Linked DNA regions of Drosophila melanogaster: region 2 is linked to region 1. The links are chromatin contacts, called in public Hi-C maps. All regions are on one chromosome and are shown on one strand. The core of a region is the stretch at or near the end of the contact, and the rest is flanking DNA. Distances in the headings are between cores, read along the strand shown.

The links. Hi-C and Micro-C count contacts between places; a contact is called where the count stands out from the background.
Region 2: a Hi-C map of the Kc167 cell line shows a contact between it and region 1, with 2.9 times the contacts expected there. A contact is called at or near these places in 14 of 107 Hi-C or Micro-C datasets (the Kc167 cell line, the ML-DmBG3-c2 cell line, the PNm cell line and 7 more) and 2 of 7 datasets of targeted methods (both in the Kc167 cell line).

Annotation. Positions count from the first base shown.
Region 1 is chr3L:9,003,373-9,007,899 of dm6, forward strand. Doc3 (Dorsocross3) reads left to right here and starts at 1,824. Exons shown (of 5, transcript NM_140023.3): 1 at 1,824-2,036; 2 at 2,099-2,264; 3 at 2,403-2,670; 4 at 2,787-2,924; 5 at 2,992-3,877. The coding sequence starts at 1,946. The coding sequence ends at 3,603.
Region 2 is chr3L:9,348,283-9,352,221 of dm6, forward strand. It overlaps PGRP-LF (Peptidoglycan recognition protein LF), which reads left to right and starts at 1,327. Exons shown (of 4, transcript NM_140042.3): 1 at 1,327-1,542; 2 at 1,614-1,765; 3 at 2,162-2,546; 4 at 2,606-3,207. The coding sequence starts at 1,404. The coding sequence ends at 3,039. PGRP-LC (Peptidoglycan recognition protein LC) reads left to right here. Exons shown (of 6, transcript NM_206308.4): 6 at 1-54. UGP (UDP-glucose pyrophosphorylase) reads right to left here. Exons shown (of 9, transcript NM_168325.4): 8 at 3,636-3,939; 9 at 3,198-3,568. The coding sequence ends at 3,461.

The DNA of each region.
Region 1 (4,527 bases), core at 574-3,073:
TCCAACATCCAGCAGACCAGACAATAGCAAACAAATTGTAGAGCAGACCCACAAACAGGCAATAATCATAACAATAATTTTGGAAACTGCAGAGAGACACACAAACAGTCGGCGGTCGTCGCACAGCCAGGCCATAAAACTGAAACTGGCATCCTCGCATCATCGAGGCTCTCGCTTTTGTTCCACGGTTGTTCCCGTCGTTGAGGAGGCATCAGCTCGGGGACAAAGTGTGATGATTTTTATGACTCGCCTGTGAGTTTGTGCCGCCAGTGTCGCCCTGCCAACGGCACCGGCACCCGAAATGCAGGACAAGTGGCAACAAGTGGCTGATCCGTTAGACGTATCCCTTTTCCATCCCGTCCTACTACGATGCTCAAGTGGCTCGAAGGCGACAGTGTCTTGGCGCCAGTTTGATTTGATGGCCGCTCCCGGCTGCCGCAATTTGTTGTGGCCCAGCATCGAGTACAAAGTACCATTTAAAGGTCTGATTAGCCGGACTTATCACGGGGCGGATCTCTTTCGAGATTCTCCTTCGCAACGGTAGCGGCGATATTTCGCTGCATCTACAAGATGCACGGCAGATTGCAGATAAGTTAAATGCAACCGAACATATGGGTTCCGATCATGACGGTGGAATAGATAGATCTATGAACTGGTTATCAAAGGTTTGACACTCAAGTGCTGTCTCAAGATGATATGCCGATGATCAAAATGTTAAATAACCTAGAAGATACTTTAGAAGTCATTCGATTTGAAGGATAAGCTGTGGGAAAATAATAATAATAATAATAATAATAGTGCAGTACTAAAATTCTTAACCTAAATTTTAAATCTTTTTGTATAGTATCTCTTTAAATATTCTTGTCTAATAAATACCACTTTTAACAAAGAGTAAATATAAATTACTTGATTTTCACACCTTTATTTTATTTGCCTAGATTTGGCTTCATTATCACATTGATGAATAGTAAAATGCCGACATAAAACAAAATGCTCGTATATTTTTTTTTATATTTTTGTTATAATGATAATGCAATGTTATAAAAGTACTTTGTTTGATAATATTTTTGTTTTTTATCTATTGAATTGTGGCAATTCAACTCAGACTGTAAACACTGATAGTTAACAGAGAGTTAACGAAGATTTTCCAATCTGTTTATTGTTTTTAACATTAACAAAATTGAAAAGAACGATGAATAAATTTATTTCTACAAAGTATTTTGGAAATTCCTCCTCTAATTCTATACGCCTAATGTTTTTCTCGTGCCTCCGAAATTACAGCTTCCCATTTCTGGGACAATGTAATCTCGCCGAACATTATTGGTTGGCCCATATCCAAAACGTTTTCCAGTTCCATAAATATTACAAACGATTAGGCGACTTCAAAGAGCGCTCCCCCGATTCCACGAAGAAAAGCCCCATTCCCCATTGCCGTTCCCTTTCCACGTAACGCTATCAGCAGCAAGATGGGTGCCGTGCCCCCCAGTTCCGTGAGAGGAGGTCACCAGAACCGCTCCACGCGGCGTTACGAAAATGGCGTTCCATCTGGCGCAGCGAGTGCAAGCGGGACGGCGTAACGCTCGCTGATAAGCGACCAATGGCAAAGAGATAAACATACACACATGGCCTGACGCACTGGAAGTGGAAGCGAGAGAGCGGGTGAGTGGCAAGCCACTTGAGCATGAGAACAGGTTAGGCAACTACCTGAGGATAGGGATCGGATCGGATCGGATCGGCAGAGTGAAGAGCGAAGTGAGCGGGAGGAACCCAACCGACCGGATTCTGGCAGAACTGAAGTAGTGCCCGCTCTGAGATTCCGAGAGACAGTCTCAATCTGGACAGCAAAGCGATCAGTTCGTGTTCCAGACGTCGATTGCCCACGGAATAATATCAACGTATCACAAAAATAATAGATTACGCACATAGCTCCACGAAGACCCCAAATATGTTGACCTTGCCCAACATCGCCGATCTGCGATTGCAGCAGCAGATCGCCCAGGAGATATACCGCCAGCAGATTATGCAACGTTTACCCGGTAAGTGGAGCACTCCCTGCGCTTGTGATTTGCCGTCGGCTAACCCAAAGTGTCTACCACAGATCCCCTATGCGGCCTGCTACCCAACTTTGCCGGACACTTTATGCCACCGCCGCCACCGCCGCAACCCACTTTGCCCGGCGATGTGGAGGCCAAGCTGGAGAATAACGAACTCTGGCAGCAGTTCCACAGCATCGGCACCGAGATGATCATCACCAAGTGCGGCAGGTTGGTACCATTTTAAAGTCAACTATTTGCTCGCCCCCATCAGCTTATCTCCCATTGATAAGCCTTCTGCTTACTCTTAAATCTTACGGCGCAAACGTGTCACTAACATCCATTAACCAACGCCTCCATCCCTTTCAGACGCATGTTCCCTTCGATGCGGGTTTCCCTCAGTGGACTGGAGGAGGAGGCCAGCTATTGCGTGCTCCTCGAGATGGTGCCCATTGGCGATTGTCGCTATAAGTTCTCTGGATCCCAGTGGGTGCCGGCCGGAGGAGCCGAGCCCCAGAGCCCGCAGCGCATGTATCTGCATCCGGAGAGTCCAGCCACGGGAAAACACTGGCAATCCCAGGCTCTGCTCTTCAGCAAAGTGAAATTGACGAATAATACGCTGGATAACAATGGTCATGTAAGTAAACTTTGTCAAGAATATTACATAAACAAATTTGATCTTTTGTTCTTGAGTAGAAATATATGTATCTTTGTATATCCTCAAACTAACCGTGTATTTTTCTGTCTCTCCAGATCGTCTTGGCCAGCATGCACAAGTATCAGCCGCGTCTGCACGTCATACGAACCTCTGATCTCGGCCAGATTCCCTGGGCCCCCCAACAGGCCTTTATCTTTCCGGAGACGGAGTTTATAGCCGTAACAGCTTATCAGGTGCGTGGTGCTATATCGCAGTCTAAATATGGCACGTGATAGCTAATCCTCTTGTTTGCATTTGCAGAATGACCGCATAACCAAGCTGAAGATCGACAACAATCCCTTTGCCAAGGGATTCCGTGAGTCGGGTCAGTCGAGATGCAAACGGAAGATCAATGACTCGCCACCGCCAACGCAGCCCGAGGCAAACCAGGTGGATCGAAGCCCGGTGACATCGCCGTTAGCCAAACGGTTGCGACTCGTGGAGGAATTTCCCCAGCACCATCATCACCAGAGTCATCACAGTGTTCCTATGCAGCGTCACTATCTGCTGGATGCTCTGGAGGCCAATTTCTATGTGCCAGCGCCACCGCCGCCGGCCATCGAGTATGCCAGGCACATCGGTGGTGCTTATCCAAGTTGGGCTTACACACCGCCATCGCCGGCCTCCTCTGTCTCGTCCTCCTCGGCGGGCTCGACGAGCGGCGAATCTGCTGCCGACCGAGAGGCAGATGCCGATGCCGACACCTTTGTAGATGTGGTTGGAACCGCACCGGCTGCTCCTCCGCCTCCATCTCCGCCTGTGCCAGCCACTGCTACTGCCCCTGCTTCGTCATCCAGCGATCCGACGATGGCCAAGCCGAAGCGCAGCAGCTTCAGCATCTCGGACATATTAGGAACCAGCTCGTCCATTTAAAACTATCAAGTGCAGACGGGTGCATGTGCTCCCGTTTGGCTTGGAATCGGTGCCTTGTACATTTAATTAGCGTTTAGTTGCCATCGTCTGCGTAGTGTCTAAGCTGAATTGTGATATTTTGCAGTTAATTAGGATTTCCAGGTATTTGCCATCAGTATTTATCGTATTTATTATGCAATTTTAATTGTTCACATGATTTCGTAATGGATTTATTGTCTTTGGCATTTTAATGCGGCATAAATAAAATTGTACGTACATATGTACGTATCCAATGAATTCGATGGAGCTATTTCTGGGATGAAACAATGCGGGGAATGTGAAGCAATTAGATGGGACAGATGCGAAGAGCTTCCAGCTCGAAGATCTGAATAAATTCCCCAATAACTTCCCATGACTGCGCTTCGAATCCTGTTCCTCGAGCAATTTGTGCATGCTGTATGCCTTCCATTTGCCTGTCCTCGCCGAATACATAATTCGGCGTGGTTTTGCCTTTGGTTTCGGTTTCATACATATCTCCCGCATGCGAGGCATAAAAACCAGTTCCTCCAGGCCCCGCACCCGCCCTCCCTCTCCTGCTCCAACTTCTTGTGAAAGAAAGAAGGTTTCTAAGAGCAGAACAACCCACCGGCAAGCAGCAACATCGGCAGCAACAACATGGTCATGGGCTTATCAGCAGATCAGAGCGAGCCGCATCTTAAACGCTGGCGCCGGCGCCAAGTTAAATGCGCTGATTGAGCGCCACGATCACCGGCAAACCTGGCGAGCAGTCCAATTCAAATACCCAATCCACAATCTCCAATCCCCAGGACCCACTACCCACTGCAGCCGTGTAATTGATGTTTTCACATTGTAGTTGTTAGCGAAACTGTGGCCATTTACATACATACATACATGCAATTGTCCGGGTGTCCCATCACACATCTC
Region 2 (3,939 bases), core at 77-2,576, 340 kb after region 1:
GAGTAACGATTCGTTTAAAAAGAAAATGTGATATTAAATAAAACAAAATGATTTACTTGATGAATTTCAATCATGTATGGGGATCAAGAACTAGCTGATAACTGGAATCGGGGAATTTCTGTAGAGGTGCTGTCTGGAACTGCCTGAAACCGGAAAAGTTGTAATATGGCTTGGCTTTTCTACGCATTCTTCCACCTGCGAGTTATGGGGCTTCCCCGATTATTGGAATTTTTAATTTCTTTCGCGACTATCTTAAAATTATTATATTATTATATTATAATTATTATTTTATACGGAGGTTAGTTTGCCTGGAGGTTGTTTTATCCGGACGTTAGTTTGCCTGCGGTTGTTTTATCCGGAGGTTTATTTATCCGGGAATCATTTTATCCGTTTTTATCCGGAGGTTAGGTTGCCTGGGGTTGTTTTATCCAGAGGTTAGTTTGCCAGGGGCTTAGCTTTCCTGGGCGTTACTTTATCGGGGGTTATTTTATCCGGAGGCTCGTTTGTTAGGGGGTTTGACTGGGGGAGTGTATTACCTGGAGGTTCATTTAACCCGAGGTTAGTTTGGCTTGGGGTTATTTCATCTGAAGGTTAGATCGTCTAGTGGTTATTATAGCAGGAGGTAAGTTTGCCTGGGGGTTTTTGTGGCTGGGTTTTGTTTTACCAGACATTTACTATCCGGAGGTTAGTTGGTCTGGAGTTCAGTTTGGCTGGGATATCTTATATCTGGCAAATATTTTATCCGGAGGTTGTATAGGCTCCATTTTACCTAAGTTTTAGTTTGTCTGTTAAAGAAATGTTTGCTAAATTCGCTTTCTTTTTCTACTTATCACGATCTATCTGCGTTCTATTTATGACAAAATAAAAACAGAATAATAATCGTGAAGAACTCTTTTTGGGTCAGTTGATCAAATCGCAGCCGCTAACTGTAGTCGGTCACTCATTCCAAGAAACCGGAAAACATCATAACTTCGGTCCAAAGATGAGCTAGCTTCTTTCAAAAACGCTAAGAGTAAGTATACGCCCCCTTGACAAAATGGGATTCCCATTTCTTGGACTGCTCACTACCATCAAATATCTCTTTCTAATCTCAAGTGGGCGGCGTTCAGAGATCGCGCACCCTGTTGCAAAAATGGCACCCTATATTAAGCTTTAAAAAGCTTTCTTTAGTTATACATACATATATTTATTTATAGGTATGAATATCTCTTATCAACAAGCTTATGAACTGCGCAGTCGCTTTAGGTTTTCAAATGTCCGGGGATTTTTCGGAGCCGTCAACAGAAATAAACAACAACCGGACTTGAGATCGGGTGCGTACTCACTTCAGTTGGCATCGGACGTTCGTCGTGCGAGGATCGATCGCGGTTGTGGGTAGTGCGATATAGTGAAAACATCTCAAGATGCCGAAAACAGTGGTAGTTACTCACCCAGGAAAACCGATAAATAACGAGAAAAGATTTCGCTTCGAGCTTCTCTATTTCTGTGTGATTCTTCTAATGGTTGTGGGTTTAGCAGCTGGCTATTTCATGTGGATGATGTGTGAGTCATTAAAGCGAATCGTAGATTGAATACAATTTAATAACCAATAACCAATTGTTAACCTGGTTTAGCCTTCTCCACACATTCGCCGAACAAGGGCCTACACATACTCGATCGCAGCGAATGGCTGGGGGAACCACCCAGTGGGAAGTACCCGCACCTTAAGCTTCCCGTCTCCAATATTATCATTCATCACACGGCAACCGAAGGATGCGAACAAGAGGTAAGTCTTACTTTGGGAATTTTAAATTGTTAATATCAAAGTGATATAGAATTGCTTTAAAGCTAACTTGAAACCAGTTTGTTTTACTTAGCTTACTGCGGCAATTACTTAGGATTCATGAAAAGGCTTTATTGTAACCAGTTGTTCTTTTCTTATCTACAAAAATTTATATAAATAATCAACCCAAAACTTTTCCTAGAAAGCCTCGTAAAACCGATATTATAATTCAATAGCTTGCCATAAAAAAAAACCCCCGCTTTGAGTCTATAGATCGACATACTTTTCGGTAAAAAACCCCCATTCTTCAGCACTATTTCGAGTTAATTAAACTTTTCTAAAAGTTAGCGGTTAAAAGACTGTTTACTTATGCATAAATCTTATTTCTATCTCGCCCAGGATGTTTGCATATACCGCATGAAGACCATTCAGGCGTTCCATATGAAATCTTTTGGTTGGGTCGACATTGGCTATAACTTTTTGGTGGGCGGCGATGGTCAAATATACGTAGGACGCGGCTGGCACATCCAGGGTCAGCATGTGAATGGATATGGTGCCATCTCCGTTAGCATAGCCTTTATCGGAACTTTTGTGAATATGGAGCCACCAGCTCGACAAATCGAAGCAGCCAAGCGACTGATGGACGAGGGCGTACGTCTCCATAGATTGCAACCGGATTATCATATATATGCCCATCGACAATTAAGCCCCACCGAAAGTCCTGGCCAGAAGCTTTTCGAGCTGATGCAAAATTGGCCCCGATTCACGCAGGATCCAACATCATGTAATGCAGTTGAAAGAAAAAAATACGAGAATATATTTATTTTCAAAATTTATTTTCAGTGCGACTCCTAAGCAATGAGACTGTAAAGATCGTTACCCGACCCTATTGGTTGGCCCAGCCACCTATAGTGCCACTTACTCCTTTGAAGCTGCCAATTGAGAGCGTGAGATTTGTGGCAACCAACACGCCATCATGTTTCACTCAAGCCGAGTGCACTTTTCGAGTGCGCCTTCTGCAAAATTGGCACATCGAGAGCAATGGATATAAGGATATTAACTATAATTTCGTTGCGGCTGGGGACGAAAACATCTACGAGGCCAGAGGTTGGGATCACAGCTGTGAACCTCCAAAAGATGCAGATGAACTAGTCGTGGCCTTTATTGGTCCATCGAGTAGCAATAAAAAGATAGCATTAGAACTAATCAAACAGGGCATAAAACTTGGTCATATAAGCAAGAACTATAGTCTAATTGACGATTTAGAAAAGTCATAGAAAACTGAAAGCAAGGGGAATGAAACTTGGCTAGTGCCATTCCTGTGCCATTTTTCAAAGTGATATTAATTTAAGACCTAATGTTAAGCATCACAAATATCTCACATCCAATAGGTGACAATCTCCTTCGTATTTATAGAAATAAACATGCCTTTATTGAGTTTCAACAGCTGCTATCTTTTATATCTCATTTGAACGACTACAACTAACATTTTTGAAAACATATTGCAATTCGATTTTGATTAAAAACCCTGACTGATTTCTACTTAACGATATATACAGATGACACACTTTGTGCTTACAACAATTGGCTAAATGAAATTCGTTATTGGAAATTTGAAACGCGAACATGGCTACTACATAAAACTTAGACAATTAGACTACAGTTAGTGAGACGATATCCAATTGTACAGGATTTGATTTAGTGGTCCAAGATGCGCATATTGCCAGATACAATCTTGTTCTCCAGAATGGCTCCAGCTGGGATATCGATACGATCGCCATGGTTAGCAATGATGATCACAGTGCCCTGCAGAATCAAGTTAAGACATGTTATTAGCGTATTTAAAATACCATTCAATATTATTCAAACTTACGCGCAAAGAAACGCCACGACCGAAAGTCACATCTCCGCTCACGGTCAAGTGATCCAGCTCAATGATGTCCGGGATGTTGGCAAAGCGACCCAGGAACTCCTTGACCTTCGAGAAGTGGTTCTCTCCCAGCTTGACGAGCGGCGTGGTAGGGAACATTCGCTGTGGCGACATTACCAGGCTGCCGTTCTTAAGCGTATATAAATTTGACATGACCAGCAGCAGATCTGAAGATTTCTTCACGGGCAAGAAACGGGAACGCGGCACATTGATGCCGATGGCGCCATCAAAGCACTTCATGGCCGCA